Linked DNA regions of Rattus norvegicus: region 1 is linked to region 2. The links are chromatin contacts, called in public Hi-C maps. All regions are on one chromosome and are shown on one strand. The core of a region is the stretch at or near the end of the contact, and the rest is flanking DNA. Distances in the headings are between cores, read along the strand shown.

Region 1 (2,700 bases), core at 117-2,616, 320 kb before region 2:
TGTTGGCTAAAAGAGAACATTCTATCCGAGAGGCACAGCAGAGCTGCCATTTCAGTGACAATCCACACTCAAACTAGGAATCCTTAAACAAACCAGGCTTGAGATAGACCACCCACCCTGCTGTCTGAGCTTAGGAATCCACTGCTTTCCCCATCTGACTGTGCGCTCATCTCCCATGTTAACCAGCAGCTTCGGATCAGTCGTCTGTTCCGTCCTGCCCTGACTTCCTCCATTACCTTCTCCTGTCCCTTGCCTCCACACAGCCCACACAGAACAAGGCGTGTTCTCAGGCTCCAGCTGTGCGTGTGTGGCGGGGGATGGGGGGTCCCGGGCTGCATCTTTACTTTCCTTCCTCTACCTGCTATGAGCTCTGCCCCCTCTCATGCACGAGTCACACACACACACACACACACACACACACACACACACACTGATTTAAAATTACAGCACAGCTCAGACACGAAGCTTTGCTCAGCAGTCCGGTGGGCATTAGACCAGCATCAAAATTAGTTCTGCATTGGAGAAACCAAGACCTTGTTCTGGATTTCTCTAGAACACCACTGTCATCAAATATCCGAGAGCCTAGACCACTACAGGATAATTACTCTATTCAGCAAAAGAAATCCTTGAAAAGTACTAAATTATTCCAAAATAAAGTTAGGGTCCACTCTGGATTTTGATTTTTCCTGATGACAAACTTACTAACCTGAATATTTGGGAAGTGATTTTTATCAGAGGGTGGACCTGTGCCAACATCCACAGGAGGCCCTGACCTTTCTGAAATAAACTGACGGAAATGTTTCTGGTTTTCCCAAGCTGGTGTATCTGTTTGCAGAAATCAATGGACACAAACCAGAAAATTGTCCAGCAAAGACAAACCACAGCTAAAGATGCTCCTGGAGACGAAATTCCCAAAATAGACACCAAGCTTTCGCGCTGCTTCTATGAGGAACTGGTTTTGACAACAGTTGCTTCTTAGCATTTTAATTAACCATTTTCCACCTGCATTTTTGCTTTAATTTGCTTTGAAAAGGCTGCGCTGCAGGGCTGTGTTTGCATACCTGAAGTAAAATATACTCAGGATTTAAGTAAAAAGAAGAAAAAAAGCCTACTCCTCCATCCCAGGCAGAAAAGAAGCCCTAACAGCCACCTATTTTTTTCTCAAAACTAATGTTAATTGTTGCACTGAAGAATTCAACAATAGCAATAACAGGCAGAGGTAGGGAGCTAGCTACAAATTAAAACACCCCGCTCCAGGTTTTAAGAGAGAGAAACAACAATATGACTCAGTTAACCCAGACACCCCTCAGCCCCGATAGAAGGTTCTTCACACTGACCTTACAAGTGCCCCCTTGTGGACAAACCTAATTATTACACTATATAGCACATTTGTTAACTTCTCTCTGGTTTGATGTACCCGTCTGCAAGTAAACTGCTCTGATCTTCGGGGAGAATGCAAATTAGTGGGTGCATGGAATGATCATAGGTCTACCATAGCCAGGCGGACAATGGGAATTCTATATCCTGCTTTTGTAACTGAAGATTCCTTTGTTCATCCTTTCATGATACAGTTGACAAAGCCACTTAGTACACCTTATGCAAAACGTGAACTTGCTTGTCAATAGGGCTGTAGAAACAAAATTGGCACTCAGGCTAACTGGCATCAGTCTGTGAGTATGTCGGTGGGAGTTGCGCCTTAAGACTGATGATTCATGACAAAGACAGGCACAAACTGGGAGGGGCTGGAGAGATGTTTGGCTGGGGAAAGTCCTTCATGCTGTAGTAAAACACCGGAGTCCAGTTCCCAGCATGCACATCAGGAGGCTCAAAACCGCAGGATCTCCAGCTCCAGGGAACCCAGTGCCCTCTTACCTCTCTGGGCACTGCACATGCATGCTACCCATGAACCCATGCAGACACACACTCATACTCAAAAATAAAAGAGTAAGATAAACCTTTTCTAAAGTCAGAAATGTTGAGATGTTGTATTCGTAGTCCAACCCAAAAAAACTAATTTTAACACACACACACACACACATATATATATATCACACGCATATGTGTGTGTGTGTGTGTGTGTGTGTGTGTGTGTGTAATTATTATGTCTGAGCAACACCAATTCTGTCCTTTCTTCTGAAAACTAAGACATCCTGTCTTTGCTCCTTAGGGATGGGTGATCGAGAGACTGAGTCAACAGCACTCAGGTCTCAGTGCTTGCTGCTCAGTTCTTGGTGAGCAAGAACACTTCCATGAGCACGGGCCTTGTTTCTTGATCCTTGTTACCAGATTCCCAATCCTTGCTGCTCAGAAACCTTCTTCTCTATGTCACCAAGAAGAAATGCTTAAATCTTAAATGTTCCTTATATGAGCTACAGAGCCGTTCTGAGGGCAAGGTCCAGGCATGGAGAAGCAGGTGACCAGCCAGTTTGCTTCCTTGAGGAGTATTTTACAGGTCACACTACATATATATTTCCTGTTAAAATTCTCCCTGTAAACTAAGGAAGGCAGCCATATCTAAAAGTGCCACAAGATGGCGACATGAGCCACCAGAGGAGAGAAAAGTCTGGTTTTTCCAATTTCAGAGAGAAGGAGGAAGGGTATTTTCCTGACCTTCAAAGACATTTAAATATTCTAGGTCAGAGGTAACAGAAATGTAGGAAAATAGGCTAATTTTTCCTCAATTTGTCATTAACAAAAATG
Region 2 (2,762 bases), core at 110-2,609:
ACAGTGTACTCATACATTAATAATAATAATAATAATAATAATAATAATAATAATAATAATAAAGCTTCAAACAAAACTGACAACTAAGACTGAGTTTAAAAGAATAAAAAATACTCAATTCAATATGTTTTTATAATATGAGCATATTTTTGTACACTGGTTCATTCTTGAATAAAGTTCATTTCAGCTTTATAGATTTTAAAAAGAAGACTTAAATTAAACCCCTATTTATAAAAATCAACACAGAATGAATTGAAGACTGAAATATAAGGCCTAAAACTGTGAACCACTAGAAATAAAAATAGGGCAGATGAATGGGCAAAGATCTATTTGTATAAGACACCTCTAAAACATAGGAAGTGGGGCGAAAAAAAACACAAATTGATGGGTATCAAACTAAAAAGCTGTGGCTCAGTAAAAGACCTGAGAATAGGCAATCTCTAGAACGGGAGAAAATATTTGCAAACTACATTTGATGAGTAGTTAGCATCAGAATTATTTAAAGAATTCAAACAAATACAATAAAAATAAGTAAAAAAAATAATAAATACCTAAGAACCCTATTGAAATGGGCGATATAGTTAGTTCACAAAGAAAAGCATACAAAGGCCAACAGGTGTATGGAATGTACATCACTAATCCTAATGTGCAAATCCAAACTACAGTGTTATTCCATCCCAGATGAAACAGTTATTACCGTAAGATATCAAGCCCTGGTGGGGATACGGAGGAAAGGGACCTCTTGTACATTGCTAGTGTGAACGCCAACCTATGCACCCACTATGGAAGTCAGTGGGAAGCTTATGCGGGAAATAAAAACAGAACTGTCATGTAAGCCAACGATCCCATTGTTGGGAATGTCAGAAAAGGCATGCCTGGGTAAGAAAGCTAGCTGAAAGCATGTTCTCACCCGGCTTGACTGGGATGCATGAGTCAAATAAACCATTTCCTCCTTAAGTTGTTTCAAACTCCTCTCAGAAACCTTCCTAATTGACCCAGAGACATTGCAGAAGAGACGTGCTTTGAACCCTTTAGGGAGGGTGGGTTTAGGCAGAAAGTGCCTTCTGGCGGTGCCCAGGTCTCTTTGACAAGCTTCCTGAGTCTCCAGCTCTCCGAAATCGCTCGCCGGCGAGAAGACAGCTGCGCAGGCGCAATCGTTGCTGCTGTCTGTTGTTCCTCCCAGCCTGGAAGCTAGCGGGGTCCTTGGTCTGCCAGCGTTCAGCAATCGTTTGCGGAAAGCCGCGGCGCAGGCGCATTCGGTTCTGTCCTGCACCTGCTCAGCACCGCCCCCCAGCTCTGAAGCGCAGGCGCTCAGACCGCTGTTGCGCACGCGCAGTGCAGTGCGGGCTGCTCGGGTCCCCGGACGTACGGCGGATCGCTTGTGAAGTCCCGTTGTGTTTTTCAAGTGCTGACGGGCCGCGGTGGCGGACCCTGGCTCTGGCGGCATCACGGAGGCGCAAGCTGTGTCCGAGGGCTCCAGGCCGGGCACCACCAGTCCCCGGACGGCCCCTCCCGTGACGGTGCTGGTGATGCGACAGGACGAGGCCGCGGCGGACAGCGCTCTGAGGCCAGGTCTAGCGGGGAGCGAGGCGGCGGCGGACGCCGAGGATGAGGCGGGGGAGGACGACGCCGACCTCCTGGACACATCGGACCCGGCGGGCGGCGGCGAGAGTGCGGCCAGCCCCGAGGAGCTGGAGGACGAGGATGCCGAGGGTGGCGGCGCGGCGCGCAGACGAGGCTCGAAGACCTGCACCTACGAGGGCTGCCGCGAGACCACCAGCCAGGTGGCCAAGCAGCGTAAGCCCTGGATGTGTAAGAAGCACCGCAACAAGATGTACAAGGACAAGTACAAGAAGAAGAAGAGCGACCAGGCACAGGGCTCTGGTGGCCCCGCCGCGGCCAGCACAGGCAATGTCAAACTGGAGGTATGCTCCTCGGGCCCCGGGGCCAGGGGAGGTGGGTGCCACTCCACTGTACACACTCAGGGTCCCCCCGCAAGGGGCTGGGCTCATCCTCTCATTGCCATTGAGCAGACAGTGAGAGCCCCACCCGACACTGGCACTTTGGAGGTGATCTGCACCTCTTGTCAGTAAACCCTTCCCCTTCTCCACCCTGTGGCTTCCTACATACCCTATTTTTAGTTTTCTGTAACTTTTTGACCTTTGTTTTTTGTTGTTTTGGGGGGATTGTTTGTTTGTTTTTCTTAAACCCCGTGGCTCCGAAGAAAAGTTGGATTGGCAGTGGGGTAGTAACTCACAGAGCACTTTGGCGTTACTTGATCCAAGTCAAGCATGGGAAGATAGAAGCCAGTGTGCTTTGCAGTTGGGATTCTGCTGCTGGCTGTGTGGACTTAGGTCCGTTTTCATCTCGCTTAAATCGCCTCCCTCATCTTTTGGCCTTAAAATAAGGCCCAGTTAGTGTTTCTTCGGATTTATTTTGGCTAGATGGAAATTATAATTGGTGTGCATTTCAGCTCAAACCCAGCAAAGTCGGCCTAAATATTAGAGCTGTTTAAAAAACAAAACCAGATCCGTAAAAAGTAGGCAGCCTCCTTACCACAGAAGTTCCTTTTGAAGTTCAGACTGGATAACTATTGCTACGGTAAGTGTCTTTGAGTTTTGTGGTGCTAACATCCTACCTACACAGTGCAAGGCCTGGAGTTGTGAAGACACAGGGTTCTCTACAGTCAAGTCAACTCTAGCATTCCGTGTATTGTGTACGTAAAGGAAACAGTGCTATAAATAAGGATAACTGGGGAGAGT

What was found. A called contact is a pair of places that touch in the nucleus more often than the background predicts.
Region 1: a contact with region 2 is called in a Hi-C map of Schwann cells, with 4 times the contacts expected there. The contact joins the enhancer-like site here to the promoter of Rfxap in region 2.

The regions. Positions count from the first base shown.
Region 1 is chr2:141,482,062-141,484,761 of GRCr8, reverse strand. The region is part of intron 4 of Ccdc169 (coiled-coil domain containing 169); the gene reads right to left. Among named protein-coding and RNA genes, the nearest start is that of Ccdc169, 12 kb to the right of the region's middle. Within about 2 kb of position 1,366, at least 5 of the 93 cell types and tissues checked have an H3K27ac peak or open chromatin away from gene starts, as enhancers often do. A contact at or near this core is called in Schwann cells, where this site is marked.
Region 2 is chr2:141,160,994-141,163,755 of GRCr8, reverse strand. Rfxap (regulatory factor X-associated protein) reads left to right here and starts at 1,359. Exons shown (of 3, transcript NM_001044263.1): 1 at 1,359-1,925. The coding sequence starts at 1,530.